Linked DNA regions of Sus scrofa: region 1 is linked to region 2. A link is a contact called in public HiChIP or PLAC-seq data. All regions are on one chromosome and are shown on one strand. Each heading gives the region's core, a stretch centred on a gene start, on an enhancer-like site or on the middle of the called end of the contact. The rest is flanking DNA. Distances are from core to core; before and after follow the strand shown. Region 1 holds the start of CRLF3 (cytokine receptor like factor 3). Region 2 holds the start of ADAP2 (ArfGAP with dual PH domains 2).

What was found. HiChIP or PLAC-seq counts read pairs in DNA pulled down with a chosen protein or histone mark.
Region 1: an H3K27ac HiChIP or PLAC-seq map of alveolar macrophages shows a contact between it and region 2. The contact joins the promoter of CRLF3 here to the promoter of ADAP2 in region 2. A contact is called at or near these places in 2 of 47 Hi-C or Micro-C datasets (liver and skeletal muscle) and 1 of 2 datasets of contacts at active chromatin or transcription factors (alveolar macrophages).

The regions. Positions count from the first base shown.
Region 1 is chr12:42,930,941-42,936,316 of Sscrofa11.1, reverse strand. CRLF3 (cytokine receptor like factor 3) reads right to left here and starts at 2,872. Exons shown (of 9, transcript NM_001244329.1): 1 at 2,675-2,872. The coding sequence starts at 2,791.
Region 2 is chr12:42,848,306-42,853,904 of Sscrofa11.1, reverse strand. ADAP2 (ArfGAP with dual PH domains 2) reads left to right here and starts at 3,878. Exons shown (of 12, transcript NM_001195323.1): 1 at 3,878-4,063; 2 at 4,066-4,075; 3 at 4,889-5,019. The coding sequence starts at 3,983.

The DNA.
Region 1 (5,376 bases), core at 1,623-4,122, 83 kb before region 2:
CTCTCTGCTCTCTCCTCCTTCCTCCACGCAAAATCTTTGACTGAAAACCCATATATTTTATGTATTCTGAAAATGACTGGAACCCTAAAAATACCCTAACCACTAAACAAAAGCAGCTGCTTATTTTGATAACATTTTTGTAAAAGAGACCTTCCTTAAAATGCAAGTTGACAGAAGACTTATTCTACAAACCCAAACATGCGCAACCCACTAGAATTAGCTTTGAGGAAGAATTAAAGCTTTTAGAACTAGAAGCTGTTATAACTGGCACTGGCACAAAATACATTTCAGTTCACAAATGAGAATTCCACTATCACTCAGTCCGGTCAGAAGGCAAGGTCAGTCAGCGTCATGGATGTTCTCTTAGTGTTTTCTGTTTCAAGTCTGAGACAATGGGCCTCAAAACACAAAATGAAACCCCATACCAAACTCCTCCAAATTATAGGAAAGTATGCCCTGTATTTAAATTATTCCACATAGAATTTAAAAGAACATAGGTTGGAAAGTGAATCCTAAACCATTCCGGATAGGGTCAGACTAAATTGCTTTAACGTGTTCAAGACCACACACAAAATTAGTAAGTACCACTCCCAGCAACTAAGCACATTCATTAAGTGTCAACCTACTGTTCCTTTTGTTTGTTTGTTTGTTTTGGTTTTTTGGGGTGTTTTTTTTTTTTTGCGTTTTAGGGCCACACCTTCGGCATATGCAAGTTCCCAGGCTAGGGGTCAAATCGAAGCTGTAGCTGTATCTGTAGCTGCCGGCCACAGCAATAGCAATGCAGAATCCGAGCCTCGTCTGTGACCTACACACCACAGCTCACACCAACGCTGGACCCCTGGCCCATTGCCAAGGCCAGGGATCCAACCCACATCCTCATGGATACTAGTCGGGTTCACATCCACTGTGCCATAACGGAACTCCCCAACACTACTGATTTTTAATTGTCGATGCAGTTAAACAACAGTCTTGCTCATATATAAGAATCTTCACTGGCTGAAGCGAATCATACAATAAGAGATCCCTCAATCTCTTTTTAAAACACATCCTAGACTTAGAACCTCTATTTTATTTTTTTGCTTTATAGGGCCGCACCGTGGCATATGGAAGTTCCCAGGCTAGGGGTCGAATCAGAGCTACAGCTCCTGGCCTACACCACAGCCACGAACCATTAGAGCCGCGTCTGCCACCTACACTGCAGCTCACAAGGACACCAGATCCTTGACCCACTGAGAGTGGCCAGGGATTGAACCTGCAACCTCATGGTTCCTAGTCAGGTTCATTTTCCACTGCGCCATGACGGGAACTCCTAGAGCCTCTATTTTAAAAGAGCAAAAGGAAAAAAAAAAATTGCTGAAGGAATCACGCAGATGTTTTCAAGTAGAAATCAAGATGAATGTATTGGAAGTCCTTAAAAAGCATTAGTTAAATCAGGATCACCTTATCTAGATTTGCTCCCAGGTTTGTTCCCCAACTACAAATGATGCATGGTCCACATTTAAAATCTAGAAGAATTTTTAAATATATAAAACCTAAAGCATGTTGAAGATCCTTAATGATGAGAGTATCCAAAGGCACTGTGAGCACAGCACTATTCTGCCCTTTTCAGAGTCTATGGAGCATGGGAGTTACTAGGATGATAATGTAGATTATTAACAAGTGTGACGCTGAAAAACCCCACTCATCCAAATGATGAATTAATGGGTGGAATCCCGCTGACTCCAAAAACACGTATTAAGCACCTGAACTAACAGCAGCTTGAGGATTATCTGTCCTACCACACACTGGCAGTGGGTTGTATCTTTTTCTGTGTATGTTCCAGGGTATAGAGACACCATGTGGCTTTCCTATATCTTTGGTAACCAGGTCCCCAAGGAGGAGATAACTGCTGTCACTCAAAAGTATATTTAGCGTCTCCTTTCAGCACTTCTCTCTTTAAATCTGTTTTTCCATTTCCCTACACCTGTATTTCAGCCCTCAAGGGTTTCATCTTCCTTCTTTTGCCCTTTCAACGCAGCTTCACCTTAGAAATCTCCCTCTAGAATGGGATCACGCTAAACCACTTTTTTAATGCATTCAAGATCATAACGAGACATCAAGTACTACTTTCAGACACGAATTCCATTCATTTAGTGTTCACTCTACTGGATCTCCAACCATCTCTCTTTAATCCTTCCCTGCCAATGTCCATTTTGCTTCTTAAGTTCTCCCCAGGTCATTGCCCCCCATTTTCAAGGTCTCTAAAATCAACCTCCGTCCACATAGCAGGTTTTCCAAAGAACTCCCCACCTCCCCTTAACTCTTTCAATCTTCACTACCCTCTGTGACGCCCTCGGCTTTTGCTCTGGCCTCTCACGCGCCCCAATCTCGGACCCCATCCTCTCCCCAACACCGCCCCACACAGTTTGGGGAACGCCCCCCACTCTCCCTTGATCCCCCAAACTTACCGGATCTTTCTTCCCCTTAGACACCCCCCCACCCCGTCCCCAGCAGAACCCATTTCCCATATTCCCAGACCCTGTTAGGTCTCTTGCACCTTCAGAGCCTCTTCCCTCCTCGCTCCAGAGTTTCCGGCCACTCCCGCCCCTCGGAACCCTCCCGGCCCTCGCCCACCCACTGGCACCCCGCGCCCTCCCCGGGGCCCACAGCACCCCCGCGGGCGCGGCCCTCCGACCTGCCTCCGCGCCTCCTGCAGTCCCTTCAGCCTATGGCCCAGCTCCCGCCGGTAGCTCTGCGCCGCCTCCACGTTCTCGCGGGCCTCCTGCAGCAGCAGCTCGGGTTCCAGATCCATCGCCCTCTAATCCGGCCGCGCGGCCGGCGGCTGCGGGCGCGGTTCCCGACGGTCCGGGGCGCCGCCGAGCAGTCGGCTGTGGCCACGCGCAGGCGGAAGCACCGCCCCGCCCCGCCCCGCCCCGCGGCGGCCTTGATTGACAGCAGCTCACGACAACCGTCCGGGTCCCAGCGCCGCCCGCGCCGCAGGCTCAGTGGGTCTCAGCTCTGCTTCTGCACTGCGCCTGAACCGCTCTGCTTCCTCCAAGCGCGCCTTCCTGGTAGAATTCCAAAATGGAATTAGCAAACTTTTTCTTTTTTTTTGTCTTTTCTAGGGCCGCTCCTGCGGCATATGGAGGTTCCCAGGCTAGGGGTCCAATTGGAGTTGTAGCTGCTGGCCTACACCACAGACACAGAAACGCCAGATCCGAGCCGCATCTGCAACGTACACCACAGCTCACAGCAACGCCGGATCCTTAACCCACTGAGCAAGGGCAGGGATCGAACCCTCAACCTCATGGTTCCTAATCGGATTCGTTAACCATTGAGCCATGACGGGAACTCCTAGCAAACTTTTTCCTGTGCAGGCCAGTTAGAGAAAATTTGAAGCTTGGTGGATCATAAGGTTTCTGTTGCAATATAGTAAGTAAATCGCCGTGACCATGTGCAAATAAAACTTAGGGCCACAAATTTTAATTTTACATAATTGGCACGTGTCACAATATTCTTTGCATCTTTTAAAACTACTTAAAATGGAAAAAAAAATAAAATAACAAATTCTCAGTGGTAATGAACCCGACTAGGGTACATGAGGAGGCAGGTTCCATTCCTGGCCCTGCTCAGTGGATTAAGCCATGGACTGTGGTGTAGGTCGAAGACACTCAGATGCACCTCGGATCCTGCGTTGCTGTGGTTGTGGTGTAGGCCGGCAGCTGTAGCTCCAGCTCGACCCCTGGCCTGGGAACTTCCATATGCTGGTGGGTGCAGCACTAAAAGATAAAAAATTAAAAAAAAAAATTATTCTTTCAGGAACCATATAACAGCAGGTGGTGGGGCAGATTTGGCCCTGGCCATAGTTTGCTGACCCCTGGCCAAGGATGGTAGAGTTGAAAGTTGTGTCTGCCAAGGAACAGAGAATGATTCACTCAAGGTTACACAATGAATCTGTGCTAGAGGCTAGGCCCCAGTTTTCAAGCTCTTTCTACCACAGTGTCTTGTGCTAAGTAAATGACACTTGAAATTAGGGAAGTTTTGAAAAGGAAAGCTCTTCTGGAGAAAATGAGAGATTATCCTGAAGTAACCAGGCACTCAGTAGATTCTTAAGAACTATCTATGAAACGAATCAAGGTAATAACTAAACGAAAAGGAGTAAGGAAAGGGACCCCAGTTAGGACAAAACTAAGTGGGAAGGGCATAAGACCTTGGGGATAGGGATATTAGTGGATTTTGTTGTTTTTTTGGTTTTTTTTTTTTTTTAAGTCTTTCTTAGGGCCACACCCATGGCATCTACAAGTTCCCAGGCTAGGGGTCAAATCTGAGCCTATGCCACAGCCACAGCCACAACATATCCAAGCTGTGTCTGCAACACACACCACAGCTCATAGATAGCAATGCTGGATCCTTAACCCACTGAGCAAGCCCAGGGATTGAACCCACACCCTCATGGATCCTAGTTGGATTTGCTACTGCTGAGCCCATCAGGAACTCGAATAAGTGGATTGTTTATGGAAGAACGAGCAGACAACTTTGACTCTCATATTGGGAGATGAAGTTAAGAGAAAAATAAAGTCCGTGAAGTTCAGGTTAAGAAGCTTGGATGTTAATGAAGAGACATTAAATTAGAAGTTTGGGATTAACATACACACACTACTATATATCAAATAGGTAAACAAGACCTACTGTATAGCACAGGAAACTAAACCCATAATGGAAAATAATCTGAAAAAGAGGGAGTTCCCATTGTAGCTCAGTGGTAATGAACCCAACCAGTATCTGTGAGGATGCGGGTTCCATCCCGGGCCTCGTTCAGTGGGTTAAGTATCCAGTGTTGCCATGAGCTGTGGTGTAGGTCACAGACACGGGCTTGGATCCTGCATTGCTGTGACTGTGGCCTACATAGGCCGGCAGCTGCAGACGCTAGTCTGGGAACTTCCATATGCCACACCTGAGGTCCTGAAAGGAAAAAAAAAAAACAAAAAAAAGAATCACTTTGCTGAATCACTTTGCTGGACCCTGGAAACTAACACAACATTGGAAGTTAACTATATTTCAATGAAAAAATAGACAAAGATTTTTTGCATGTGCAGTGCTATTTGCAAAACAATGTTTTAGGACAATAAATGTTAGAAAGATTGGACTTGGGTTCATCTTAAGGTAAGGCAGTGGGGGGAGTTCCCATTGTGGTTTAAGAACCTGACTAGTATCCTTCGGGATGCAGGTTCAGTCCCTGGCTTTGCTCAGTGGGTTAAGGATCTCACTGTGGGGTTCCCGCTGTGGCACAATGGGATTGGCAGTGTCTCTGCAGTGCCAGGACCCAGGTTCCATCCCCAGCCCTGAACAGTGGCTTAAAAGATCTGGCATTGCTGCAGCTGTGGCAAAGTTTGCAAC
Region 2 (5,599 bases), core at 2,629-5,128:
GTAGTGTTGGAGTTCCCGCTGTGGTGCAGTAGGCTAAGAATCTGACTGCAGTAGCTTAGATTGCTCTGGAGTCCCAGTTTTGAGCCCCAGCTGGGTGCAGTGGGTTAAAGGATCTGGTGTTGCCACAGCTGCAGGCTCAGTCACAGCTGTGGCTCAGATTCAGTCCCTAGCCTGGGAACTTCCATATGCCACAAGTGCAGTCCTAAAAAAAACAAAGCAAAACAAAGTGAAGTTCCTGTGGTGGCTCAGCAGTAATGAACCCAACAAAGTATCCATGAGGAAGCAGGTTCGATCTCTGGCCCTGCTCAGTGGTATAAGGACCCAGAGTTTCTGTGAGCTGTGGTGTGGGTCGCAGACATGGCTCGGATCTGGCGTTGCAGTGGCTGTGGTGTAGGCTGGCAGCTGCAGCTCCAATTTGACCCCTAGCCTAGGACTTCCATATGCTGCCAGTGCGACCCTAAAAATCAAAAAAAGAAAAAAAAAAAAAAGTCTGTAAACTCTGTACCAGAGTTCCTTCTGTGGTGCAACAGGATCTGTGGTGTCTCGCACCGGTGCTGCAGGTTTGATCCCTAGCCTGGCACAGTGGGTTCAAGGATCTGGGGTTGCCACAGGTAGCAACTGCTGCTTGATCTAATCCCTGACCTGGGAATTTCATATGCTGTGGAGTAGCAAAAAAAAAAAAAAAAAAAAAAAAAAAAAAAAAAAGTCTGTACCTCAGGGTTGTACTGAAGCCTAAGTAAAATAATGCCTGTAAGTGGTCTGACAGTACAGAAATCAGCGAATAAATGGTGGCCATAATTTAGGTGGTATTTTCTTTCTTCTTTCTTGTATTTTTCAAGTTTCCTATCACTATCATTTTGAAAAATCTGTAACTAATAAGCATAAGTCTTTAACATTTCCAAGGGGCTGTGGTCTCTTTTGAGGGGAACTTGAGTCCGTTTCCGGGCTGGGGTTGTGGTTGCAGGCTTTCTTCCAGCCGCGCTGCGGTTGGGTTCAGCTGGACAGACAGTGATCCTGGGAGCAGGGCTGATGTTTGCGCTCTGCTGGACTCTGCAAGCTTTATTTACAGAAGACACTCTATCCAGCAGCTGCTGTACTCACTGAGCCCAGGAGGGAGGCGGCTTGCCCCTGATCCCAGTACTTTGGCGCCTGTTGGTCACGACAGCCTTTGGCACAGAGTTTTCTTTAGGAGCAGCTTCTGGTTCCCCAGCCCAGAGCGGAGCCCGACTTTGATCATGTCTAGTTCCCACGGGGAGCAATGCATCTCTTCTAGTGGTGGAAAGGTTTGGAAATCCCAGTGACAATTGCACAACACTGTGACTGTAACGAATGCCGTTGATTTGGACTCCTTATAAAATGATTTAAATGGCCAATTTTATGGATATTTTGCCACATTTTTTTTTCTTTTTTTGGCCACTCTGCAGCATGTGGGGTTCCCAGGCCAGGGATCAGTCAGCCCTGGCCAGGGTTCAGACCCAAGCTGCAGGTGCATGCACTTGCTGCAATGCCTGGTCAGTCACCCACTGTGCCAGGCAGGAGGTGGAACCTGCATCCCAGCACTACACAGGCAGCAGCAGATCCCCTTGTGCCGCAGTGGCAACTCTGCCACCATTTTTTCGAAAGTGAAAACAAACAAACAAAAAATCCAAGGAGGCTAAAGGGAGACCAGGCATGCCCTGCGGGGTTTCCTGAAATAACATGGGGCTGGCAGACCATGCAGTTGGCCCCTGGTCCCACCCTTGCTTGGCTGTACGACCTTGGGTACCTAAACCTCTCATCCTGAATGAGGATAACATGCTGCCCTCAGGGGACTGTCACGGAGCTCAAATGCGATCCAATGGTGTGGACACTCCCTGCAAACCACTCGATACTTGTTCGTCAGCACCATCCTGCTCTCCCTCCCCTCTCCGCAAAGAAAGAAGGCAAGACCTCCATCAGCAACAAAATATAACAGTACTTTTTTCTTCTTGCCTTGAGGCTTACAATTCTGTTAAATGGAAACCTCCAGCAGTTAGGACGGGAAGAGAGGAAATGAAAGGACCCTCTCAGTCTCTGGCTTCTTGCTGTGAAGGAGATGCTGTTTATTCTCTTGGGTTGGCTTTTGTGGGACCTCCAGGGAGGGGATGCTGAGACTCAAGATGGCAAAGGAGAGCCGCTTGGTGGGACAAAGGCGCCCAAGAACCATCCCAGCATCACAGGGCTCCTGGCATGGGCAGCGGAGAAACGATGTCCCTGGCCCGTCCCTTCTTCTCCGCTCTAGGCCCCCTCGCCTTGCCTTCATACCTTAGGTTGCCTTTCCCATCTTTCTCCTGGGAGATTTATTTCTGTCCCTTTTTTTCATCTGAAGCAGCGGAAATGAATCATCTTTCGGTCTGTTTTGGTAAACAGCCCCACGGCCTCTGACCCCTCTCTGGGCTCTCTCACTGGTTCTTCTGAAGATGTTCCTAGGCTAGGCCTCACCTCCCACAGTCAAGACCCTCCTGGCTGATTATTCTTGGTAATGTCCCCCTCCCCTGGGACCTGGAGGCTTGACCCCCTCCACCCAGGGGAAGATGGGAGGTGACACACAGCATTCCAAGGGATGATCCCATGAGCTGACCAGAGGCGCAGGAGAAGCAAGGGAGCCAGTGTGTTTTGAGGGCTTTGTGTGACTTGTACTGGCTCATCTTAATGACCTGATTAGGTGATCGCTCCACCTTCATTCTACAGAAGAGTCCAAGGCTCGGGGAAGTGAAGGAACTTGCCCAAGGCCACACAGCTGGGAAGTACGGAGCCAAGTTTCAAAGTCTGGATCCCTGGACTTACGCTATCATACCATGCTGCCAGATGTGTTCACATGTGTGTATGCCTGTGTGTTGAACTGGAGATGCTGGCAGGTCAGTTAGAAGATCGGCAGCCCATCAGGATGGAAACTCAAGATCCGTGTGCATTAAGCCTTAGGCAAATGACAGATGGGTGCTTGCCTGCAGAGGGTCTGGCAAGTGTGCACAGTGCGTGTCTTACCAGGAGCCTGTGGGTCACTGACGATGATGTCAAAGAGGGACAGGGATGGGGACCAGGATGGGGATTCATGAAATGCCCAGATTCAAGACCACCTAAGCCCTGCCCCCACCTCCTACTGATGGAACTTCACAGATAAAAGTGCCCAGTGGTGTCCCTGTTGGTGAAACCATTCTTCCTGGGGAACACAGTCATGCACCTATTTATTGGACTTCTAAAAATGTGCAGGTGCTGTTTCTAGGAGCTTTGTGAGATACGGAAATAAAGCTTCTGACATCAAACGCGCGCGCGCGTGTGTGTGTGTGTGTGTGTGTGTGTGTGTGTGTTGGGGGTGGGGGAGGGATTAACATAAATATATAAGTAACTGTGATGCAACGTAGTAGGTAGAAAGTGCTCAGAGCCAAAGGGGTAAATGGATCATATATCAGTCGATATCCTAGCAGGACTGGAAGCTGGGAAGATTACTCCAGGCTAGGTATCAAGGAGGGCTTCCTGAGGAGGTGGCATTTGAATGTCTCTGAGTAGATGTAGGATCTATATCAGGAGAACGCTTGGACAGAAGTTAGATCCTGATTCATTTTCCAAGAACATATGCCCTATGCTCCTTTTATAGAGGTGGAAACTGAGGCCCAGAGAGGTTGGCCGGGTTGTCCATAGTCACGAAACTAGCCAGTGGTGGACCAGAATTTGATCTCGGGCTAGGGCGAGCGACTCCGAGCGCCGCGCGCGCGCTGGGGTGGCTCCCGGCCAGGTGTTTGCCTTAGGCAGGAGCGCAGTCCCCCTAAGCAGCACGCGCCAGGGGCGGGGCGGTAAGTCCAGGAGGGGCGGGGCTTAAAGTCCGGGGGGGCGGAGCTGACGGCGCCGGCGGGCTGGCGGCACTCGGACTGCGTCCAGCTCCACCTGCGGGCCGGCGCGCAGGCCATGGGCCGCCTCAGGCCGAGGGACCAGCAGGCTGAGCCCTGCTGAGCCCGCCGGGCCGGCCATGGGCGACCGCGAGCGCAACAAGAAGCGGCTACTGGAGCTGCTGCAGGCGGCAGGCACCGGCAACGCGCACTGCGCGGACTGGGGGCGGCGGGTAAGGGCGCGACGGCGCGTGCAGACCGGAACTCTGGGCCGAACCCCAGCCCGCCCGCCCCCTCCCCTCCCTCCAGACCCGGGTCGGTCCCCGACCCCCGCTTGCCTCGCGCGCATCATCCTTATGACACCTTCGTATCCAAGCCCGCGACCGCTCTTTCCTTGTCCCATGCGGCGCCCACTTGAACCCAGGCCCCCTGACCTCCCCACTCTGGACCTCGACACTCGATCTGACCATTCTGCTCACCTCCCCCACCAGACCCCTTGCCCACCCGGACCTCGGTGCTTGACATCTCTTTTCCGGACCCAGCCACTTCTCACACTCTAGGACCCACACATCCCACACTCCGGGGGTCCCAGACTCCGGGTCCGCTCCCTGCGTCCTCCCGCGTTCCTGCTCCACGGCGCTCCGACCCTTTGGGCGCGGAGGCACCCTGACTCGAACCTCCTCACCTGCAGTTCCCCAGCCAGGCGCCTCGGTGCGGGTCCTTCCCTCCACGCTCTCCTCTCGGTTCCTCAGAGTCTTGTCACTTCCACATCGCGCCCACCTCAGCCGCTCGCCCCCATCCCCGGGACTCTCCAAGATCTTCATCCTGGCCGCCGTCGCGCCAGGGCCAGTGGGCTGTGGCCAGAGGGTTTCATGCTGGTATCTTAGTTCACCTATGTCAGGGAGACCAGGAGAGAAGCATGGAGTGAGCTGGACGCCACCCCGGGCTAACGGCCAAGCCCTGCCCCTCCCAGCTCCCCCGGGCCCAGCGCTGGTTTCCTCACCCAGCTCTCCATCCAGCTCCCCTCCTGCCCTTTCGCCCCGCAGATCCCGACTGGGCCTCTTACAAGCTGGGCATCTTCATCTGTCTGAACTGCTCCGGAGTCCACCGCAACTTCCCAGACATCAGCAAAGTGAAATCCGTGAGACTTGACTTCTGGGACGACAGTATTGTGGAGGTAGCAAGGGGCGCTCGTGGAGAGCCTTGGAACAGCAGATCTGGGGTGAAGGTGGTGGGCAGGGCACTTCCATTCTGTGGGGAAGGAAACTGAAGCCTGGAGAGGGGCAATAGGAAGTCAATTAGAGTTGCCTTAAACACAGGCCCTGAGTTCAAACGCTAGCTCCATTGCTTGTTTGCTTACAAGCTGTGAGGCCGGAGCCTGCTGCTTAATGTTAGTTGTGGACCCTCGGTTTCCACATCTGTGCTGGAAAGATAGCACTTCACCTTCACAGGGCCGCCGTAAGAATTAAATGTAGGCTCAATGCAGGTGCAGAGTCAGTAGTCAGTGAACACCTGCCTTTCTCATTGGCTGAAGTCCTGGACTGGAACAGAAGTGACCTGATTCGTGGTCCATAGTCTCCCTCCAGTCCCCCTGGCCACGGAGGGGACCACTTTGCTTTCCTGACCCACAGAGATGGCAAACATCTGCAGGCTAGATGATGGTTTCATTCCGGCCAGAAGACTTTCAGAGAACAGGCAGCTCTAAACAGTGCTGGCTTGCTGAGGGTTTCGAGGACTCTTAAGGAAGCAGACTCATG